Linked DNA regions of Sus scrofa: all the other regions are linked to region 1. A link is a contact called in public HiChIP or PLAC-seq and promoter capture Hi-C data. All regions are on one chromosome and are shown on one strand. The core of a region is the stretch at or near the end of the contact, and the rest is flanking DNA. Distances in the headings are between cores, read along the strand shown. Region 1 holds the start of PTK2 (focal adhesion kinase 1). Region 2 holds the start of CHRAC1 (chromatin accessibility complex protein 1). Region 3 holds the start of TRAPPC9 (trafficking protein particle complex subunit 9).

The links. Promoter capture Hi-C pulls out the DNA fragments that hold promoters and counts their contacts. HiChIP or PLAC-seq counts read pairs in DNA pulled down with a chosen protein or histone mark.
Region 2: an H3K27ac HiChIP or PLAC-seq map of alveolar macrophages shows a contact between it and region 1. The contact joins the promoter of CHRAC1 here to the promoter of PTK2 in region 1. A contact is called at or near these places in 1 of 5 promoter capture datasets (liver) and 1 of 2 datasets of contacts at active chromatin or transcription factors (alveolar macrophages).
Region 3: a contact with region 1 is called in a promoter capture Hi-C map of liver, with 2.6 times the contacts expected there. The contact joins the promoter of TRAPPC9 here to the promoter of PTK2 in region 1. A contact is called at or near these places in 2 of 5 promoter capture datasets (fetal liver and liver), 1 of 47 Hi-C or Micro-C datasets (heart right ventricle) and 1 of 2 datasets of contacts at active chromatin or transcription factors (skeletal muscle).

Annotation. Positions count from the first base shown.
Region 1 is chr4:2,655,306-2,658,005 of Sscrofa11.1, reverse strand. PTK2 (focal adhesion kinase 1) reads right to left here and starts at 1,400. Exons shown (of 31, transcript XM_021088851.1): 1 at 1,242-1,400.
Region 2 is chr4:3,027,541-3,030,240 of Sscrofa11.1, reverse strand. CHRAC1 (chromatin accessibility complex protein 1) reads left to right here and starts at 1,433. Exons shown (of 3, transcript XM_021088860.1): 1 at 1,433-1,681. The coding sequence starts at 1,535.
Region 3 is chr4:3,063,953-3,066,652 of Sscrofa11.1, reverse strand. It overlaps TRAPPC9 (trafficking protein particle complex subunit 9), which reads right to left and starts at 1,399. Exons shown (of 24, transcript XM_021088861.1): 1 at 1,282-1,399.

The DNA.
Region 1 (2,700 bases), core at 151-2,650:
GTTGTCAAAAATAGGACCACTAACCCGAGGGCTTGGCTGTGTCATTTCAAAGAGAAGACTATTTTCATTACCCGTTTTACAAATAAAATATGAAGGGTGAGGCTCTGGTATTTCATTTCAAACGGTAATGGCCCGTTTTTCCAACCACGAAAATATTCACATCCTAAGTAAGAACCCCAATGATGGTCATCTTAAGTACAGACCCCCAAACTCTTACATCGCCTTCGTCTTGACTGTATTTCAGCCATTTCCCATAATTACTACAATATTACTATTATTTTAGTCTCACTGCCAAAAACCCAGCTGCAGGCTAACTAAACAAGAATAAGACACTGTTGAAATGGCTCAAACAAACAAACAACTCCCCCCCCCAAAAAAAAACCCTTTACTTCGTGCATTAAGCTACAAAATCCTGCAATCAAATACAACCAAGCACCAAGCGGCACGCAGAGCTTCCACCTACTCGGCCGGCGCAGCAGAGCTGGGGGCTGGGGCGAGAACAGGAGGAAACTTGGGCAGCTCAGCGCAATGAATCAAGCCAGGTCTTCTGGGTCATCGCTGAGAAAGCCGCCGGGCGACAGAAACTTGAGCGCCGGCCGCGACTCACCGCCGGCGTCGGCGCCCCGCTCGCGGGTTCGAGGCCCGGCCCTGCCCGCCGCGGGCCGGGGAGTCCTCGCTCGGCGTCCGGCCGATCCCCCGCGTCCCCGCGGATCTCCCTCTTCCCCTCCTTCCTCTCTCTCCCCTTTGTTTTGGAGGCCTCGGCCCCTCCGGCAGAGGCCGGCCCGACTCCCCGAGCCCCCGGCCTCCCCCGCCCCCGGGCCTCCAGACCCTCCGAGCTCCCGAATCCCCGGCCTCCCGGCGGCCCGCGAGCCCCCGGCCTCCCCGAGCCCCCGGCCTCCTCGCACCCCCCAATCGCCCTGCCCCCGAGCCCCCGGCCTTCCCACGACACCGGCCTCGAGACCCTCGGACTCTCCGAGCCCCGAACCCCCCGGCCTCGCAGCGCTCCCGGCCTCCTCGCGACCCCATCTCCCCGCTTCCCCGCGTCCCGGGCTCCCCACGGCCCGGCCTCCAGGGGCCGCGGCGGGCGCGGGAGGGGCCGGTCTCCGCCGCCGCCGGGACTGGCCGGTCCGCCCCGCGCGGCCCTCCGCCCTCGGGCCGAGGCCCTGCCAGCCACCAGCTCCGGAGTCGGCCGCTCGCCCGCCCGCGCCCCGGCCCCGGCCCCGGCCGGACCCCGCACTCACTCGGACTGCGCTCGGCGCCCGAGGCGACCGCAGACGACGACCGGGCGGCGCCGCGGCTGACGGGCCGCGCTCCCTCCCACGCCTCACGCCGCGGGCGCACAGCGGTCCCGGCCCAGCGGCGGCGGCGGCGGCGGCGGCGGGCTCGCGCCCTCGGGTCCTGCTGCGTCGGCGGCGCGCGCCGCCGGCGCGCCGCCGGCCGCGTCCCCGACCCGAGCTTCCGCCTCCCGGGAGCACCGGGCATGCGTGCCGCGCCCCGCGCATGCCCAGCACGCCGCCGGCGCCGCTCCCGGGATCGCGCGGGGGACGCCAGGCCCCGGCCTCGAGCGTGTTGGGGCTGCGCGCGGGCGTGGCTGCGGCCCCGACTGGCGGCCCCGGGGAGGCCCTGGCCGGGGGCGGGGGGCGGCGCGGGCGGAGCCGGCGTCCCGGGCTTGCCTCTGGCCGCACTTCGGGGCGGCCGGGTTGGACGGACTGCGGGGAAGCCGCGTTACCCCTTGCCTTCCCCAGTCCCAGACGCGGCCCTCTGGAGGCCTCCCCGGTCGGGGCCCCGCTGCCTCAGGGTCGGAAGCACGGATGTCGGGCCGGGCCGTGACTTCGCCAGGCTTCACGCCCAACCTAATGCGTTAGGTGTCCCTTTCCAGGTAGGGAAACTGAGGCTCAAGGATTTGCGCAGTGGCATCATAGCTAGTGCTGGGCGATACCAAGACTCGATCTTGGAAGACGGTCTGAAAAGCGCTTTAGAGGCTTAGAAATAGGCGCATTATCTACCTGAGCGCCAGCGGGGCACCGATCTGGGGCCATTACCCCCCAAGGTGCTGGCCGCCAGGTGCTGAGGCTTGACGAGGAGGAGGAGGACCCGTAGGCAGAGGGCAGCTGAGCCGAGAGCCGGAGAAGCGCTGACAGCTTCCGACTGAGCATGGTGGGGGGACTGTGTAAAAAATACAGGTAGTCAGGGGCCCCTTAAGTCGTTTTCAGGTGCCTAACACTTATTCTTTAGGCAGCAGGGAGACTTTGGAGAGTTTTAAGCAGGAGGTGATATCTGATTTGTGTTCTTAAAAAAAAAAAGAAAGAAAGAAATCACGGTCAGACTTGTGGTAGGAAATGAAACCAGAAGCAGAACAACTTTCATTTTCATGGTGTCACTTTGATCTCCAAGTCAGAAGGGAATAGGCACACAGTTCTCTTTTTTTTTTTTTTTTGCGTTTTATGGCGGCACCCGTAGCATATGGCAGTTCCCAGGCTAGGGGTGGAATAGGTGAACTCGCTGAAGCTCAGAGAGATGCCCCTCCATTCCCTTCTCAAGAGGGAGCTGTAATTCAGCTGTAACAAAATCAGGTAAAATAAAATATTTTCGCTTAGCAGCAAGCGTTTTACCATGTTTAAATGTTTTAATGTTATTTCATGAAATGTATATGGTTACATTTTTTTAAGATTGTAGGGAATCGGGTCTCTCAGTGTCAGC
Region 2 (2,700 bases), core at 184-2,683, 370 kb before region 1:
CCTAACGTGCTCCAAACCACACCTGGGCCAGCTCTGCTCCTCCTGCAGTCTCCATCTCAGCAAACAGCACCACGGTTCTTTCACTCTTACTCCATAACACACTGGCAAGCCCTGCTGGCTCTATCGTCAAATTAGATCCCCTATCACCGCTTCCACTCGGGTCTGACTCACTGTCTCTCTCCATCCCCGGAACCGCTTCCTAACTGTGCTCTCTGCCTGCTTCCGCTCCTGCCCCTGGACGATCTATTCACACACAGCAACTTGAGGATTCCTTGTAAAACTGAAGGGGGACCCCCTTACTCCCCCCAACCCTTTTGGAAGGAATTCTGTGATCTACAAAGCCCTATCTCATCTGGCCCATGGCTACTTCCTATCATCCGTTCCCTAGCTCACTTCACCCCAGCCACACCTGCATCCCATTTCATCACCTGCCATCACCTTCTACTCTGCAATTTCTTTGCTTCCACCCTTTCAACCTCCCCATCCTCACCACTCCCCTCCGGTCTATTCTCCATCAATAGCCAGGGGGATTTTTAATAAAATTTAAGACGGGAGGTCCCGACGCGGCTCAGCTGAAACGAATCTGACTAGCACCCAAAAGGACGCGGGTTCCAGCCCTGGCCTGGCTCAGTGAGTTAAGGATCCCATGTTGCTGTGGTGCAGGCCGGCAGCTACAGCTCCGATTTGACCCCTAGCCTGGGAACTTCCATATGCCCCAGGTGAGGTCCTAAAAAGACAAACAAAAGCCCCCCCCCAACTTAAGAGACATATCCCCTCATCCCTCTGATCTCTTTCAGCACTTCCCATTTTCCTTATTATTATTTTGTTTTTTAGGGCCACACCCGCGGGGCGTATGGAGGTTCCCAAGCTAGGGGTCCAATCGGAACCGTAGCCGCCAGCCTACACCACAGCCACAGCAATGCAGGATCCGAGCCGCGTCTGCGACCTACACCACAGCTCACGGCAACGCCGGGTCCTTAACCGAGTGAGGCCAGGGATTAAACCCTCAACCTCCCGGTTCCTAGTCGGATTTGCTTCCGCTGCGCCACGACGGGAACCCCCATTTTCCTTCTTCTACAATCCAATAGGACCCGGCCCCAGGCCGCCTCTCCGCCTTCATCCCGCACACCCCGGGCGCAGAGCGCGCCTCCCGAGCTTTCCGGAAAGGCTCCTCCCTCCGCGCCGTTGCTGCTGCTCCTCTTCCCAGCAAAGCGCCTTCTCATCAACAGGGCCGTCCGCGCTCCTCACTGCCCAGCCCCCTCCCTTCCCCCCGCGGTTCCCAGTCCTCTCCTGCCTACACGGTATCTGCCTCGACCTTCAGGGAGACGCCTCCCCGGCCCCCGCCCCCGGCCCAGCCGCCCTTCCTTCCGCCTCGTCCGCGCGCGGCATCACGGGGCTTGTAGTCCGCGCCCGGGGCCGCGCCTCCCGACACTACAACTCCCACGGGGCAGCGGGACGCCGCTCCCGCACCAACCGAGCGGGCCGGCCACCTCGCGGCGGGTCGGGGCTGCCGCCGCGGGGGCGGGGCGCAGAGATGGCGGACGGGGTCGCGGGCAAGGACAAGTGCGGGGAGCCTCGGCTGGTGTCGCTGCCCCTGTCCCGCATCCGGGTCATCATGAAGAGCTCCCCCGAGGTGTCCAGCATCAACCAGGAGGCGCTGGTGCTCACGGCCAAGGCCACGGTGAGGCGGACCGCGCGGGGAGGAGTGAGAAGCGGAGGGCGACAGTGGGGGCCGCCCGGGACCGTTGCGTCCCGCCCCGCCCTCCGAGCCCGGCCGAGTCCCGCCGCGCTGCCCAGTACCCCTCGGCCCGCGCGCCGCCCGCTCCCCTGCGCGCGCCCGCGCGCTCTCCTGGGCGCGGCCTCGCTGCCTTCCGCCGCGCGCTCCCCAGCTCCCGCGCGCCCTTCGCCCCGCCCCCGGGCGTCAATCCCGTCTTACCCCGCGCGCCCTCGCCCCGCCCACTCCGTTCCCGGCCTCCCCCGCGCGCCCAGCGCCCCGCCCACCCCCCCTCCTTCGGCGTCTCCTCCTCCCGAGTTGTCGGCCCCCAACCCCAATCCCTCCCCTCTTGTCGCTTCCGGCCGCTTCCGCTTTCGTGGCTTTGGGCTCCACCCCTCGGACGGTTGAGCGAACGGGCCCGCGCCTTCCTCCCAGTCTTCGGGGCCGCACGTCCCCAGGTCAGAATTAGCCTTTCCAGGGCCGTGGTTTTACAGCCGGAGGTGCTAGCCCCTCCCCGGTCTTTTGATTTGGCGCGTGGTGGGCGTTCTTGCCCAGGGCCAGGTTTCAGCTGCACGGTTTCCCTCGCTTTCACGTTCCCTAGAGTGGCTTCCGGCCCCTGCTGGTTGCGCCCAGTGTCCGGTGTCCCTACGGTCAGGGTGAGGGCGGTGGGAGGTCACGTGGTCTTGGGATAGTTGTGCTTTCGGGTCCAGCTTCGTTCTGTAGGTGTTAAGGAATTGAGGAGTTTCGCAAGCACTTCTTCCATCCCTTACTAACGGAACTAGGTGGATTTAAAATAGAAATTCCCAGAGGCTCAGCCCAGGGCTCAGTCTGGGCAGAAAGGGAAGCTGATCGTTTTTTTACCTTTAGGTTGTTGACCGTAACGGTTGTAGGCGGACAGCCTGGAAACACTGTGTTCAAACGGAAGTGTGTTCCTCAGCCACACCGAATTTTTGAATGGTCTCTTGCCCTTTTTAACTCCAGAGGTT
Region 3 (2,700 bases), core at 150-2,649, 410 kb before region 1:
CCACATGCCGAGGTTGCAGCCAAAAGAGTAAAAAAAACGCACAAAATACAGACATTGCCACGACACGGATGAACCTTGAAAACTGCATGCTCAGTGAAAGTTTTCACACCCAAAAGGCCACATCGTGTATGAATTCATTTACATGAAATGCCCCAACTCTGCAAATGCAGAAAGTAAATTTGTGGCTGCCACCGGCTGCAGGAGGGGACACTGCCAATGGGAGTGGAATTTCTTTTTGAAGGGATGAAAAGGTTCTGGAATAGTGGTTGCACGACTGTGAACATTCCAAAACCACGGAACTGAATGATTTAAATGGGTGGACTTCATGGTATGTGAACATTATCTCAAAGCTCTTATTTGAAAAAATATCTCTTGAGAACTATTTTTCCTTCTATACTACTAGCCTGCCTCACAGTTTAACAAACAACTAAAAACCTGCCAGATCCTTAGGACTGCAATATTCCTGGGTCTCCAATATGCCTCTACTGCTGTTGTCTCATGCGAACAAATACTAGCCGGGCTGGACCAGGAAGCCACTATAACTACCTTTTAAAAATCGCCAGTCACAAGTTTAAACTGGCGCGGAGGGGGGTGGAGGACCTCAAAGCCTCATGCCTTCAGCTCATTTTTAACTAAACTGAGCCCTGCTTTCAACACTATAGCCCCTCCCTCCATCAAAACATGTGAAATCAACAAGCGCCCCATCCCCACCGCAGAAAACCCCGCGTTAAAAGGCATTTACGTGGGGCAGATACAGGGAAGAGACCAAGGCAAACACAGCGCGGGCTCTCTCTGTTCCCAAGACCTGGCCGGAGAAGCCGGACTTTCCAATTCGGGGATCTTGTCCCCGGGAAACAGCGCCTGACGCCGCCGAGCGGGATCGGAGGCACTTTCAATCCAGAAGAGACCGAGGAAGGAAAGGGAGAGCAGGGCAGCGCCGGGATCGCGGGCAGCCCGGCTCCGAGCAGCCCCAGCCCGGCCACGGGTCCCGGCCGGGGGCGGGGGCCAAGGAGAGGACGCCCGGCCGGAGGGGACCCGGGGGCGGAAGCGGGGAAGGGGCCGGCCTCCGCCCCCGGAGGAGAGTCGGGGCCGCGGCCCGACAGGCGGCAGGTGCAGCCCGGCCGCCAGGCGGGGAAAGGGGCCACGGCAGGTGGCCCAGGCAGGTGCGGGCTGGGGCGAGCCCCTCGGCGGGACACACGCCGACTCGCGCCCTCGCGCGCCGGGTCGCTTGGACAGCCCTCCCGCTGCCGGCGCGATCCCCTGCCCGATCCTGGCACTTACACAGCCGGAGGCCCCGGGCCGGGAGCAGGAGCCAACGGCCTGGCGGGCGGTGGAGCCGAGCAGCCTCGGCGGCCGCTCCCCGCGCTCGGAGCTGGAGCTTCCGACTGGCGGCCGAGCCGGCACCGCCCCTGCGCATGCGCGGGCCCGTCCCGCCCGGCGATCCACTCCGGGTTTTGGGAGAGACACCGGGGAAGGAGGGAGGGAGGAGGGGGCGAAGGGGGAAGAGAAGAGGGAGGAGAAGAGCAGGCTGCGGGGTGGACCGAGGGAGGAGGGGAGGAGGGAGGAAGGCGGCGGAGGGCGGGTGGATGGACCCAGACGGGGAAGGAGCGGAGCGGAGCAGCTCCTGGGGCGGTTCACGCCCCAGGAAGTGCCAGTGCTGCCTCTGCGCCCCTTTCCGACCCCTCTAGGCACGCAGCTCACGTTCACCTAGGTGGTGGAGCCCTCCAGACCGCACCCCTGCAAAATCCCCAGGGGATCACACTCCTTGCCCCCACGCCGAGCCAGGCTTCGACGTGCTCCGGGGCCCAAGCACCCGCAGGCGTTGTCATCAATGCTCAGAATTACTCTGGGGAGGATTCAAGTTCCCCTTTTCCAGGCAGGGAAACTGAGGCAGGCACAGTCTTGGCGTGCCTCATCTGCGAGGTTGCAAGACCTGGGCGGGCGGGGCGGGAGGTAGAAGGTCAGAGCCCAAGCCTGGAGCAGACTGTCCCCAACCTTCCTGGGTAAATCATTCCGTACTCTGAGGGTCCCATCAAGGGCTCCGAATAGGCCCCTCAGTGTCCTTAGTTCCAGCGCCTAGCTTGCTAGGTAAGGGCAGAAGCCATGAAAGGATTTAAACCCCTCTAGGTTAAAACAAATACAACAAAAGAATTTACAAACATAGGTTGGACTGTGCATGTCATATTTGAAAAAATACACAAGGAATTGTAAACAGTGGCATCGCCAGGAAGGGCTGAGAGGACAGCGGATAAAGGAGACCACTCCCTTGTGTATTTCTGCGCTGTTTGAATTTTTTACCTTAGGTGTCCTTTAGTACAGCAAATACAAGCAGCCAGGGAAAAACCGAGCCATCACTTCTGCTTTACCCCAGCAAGAATTTATTGACCCTCTGTTCTGTGGCCAGGCTGTTTTATGACTTATTATTTACGCTTTCCTTATAAAATCATAACAAGCTATCCCTCATCCCCGCCCAGGGTCAGTGGAAAACTATTGGAGTTTTTATTCTTGTCCAAGGAGTAGGAATGAGTTAGAAACAGAACACATCTTCAGGGCAAAGCAAGTGGGGGAGATTTCCAGCAGGTCAGACAGCCAAGAAGGGTTTTTCAACAGAGTCTCCCAGAGGCCGAGAGAGAATGCTTCCAGGACCCCAAAAAAGCTGCCCAAGGTGGCTTCTCCATGGCACTAAGGGTGCAGGGTGAC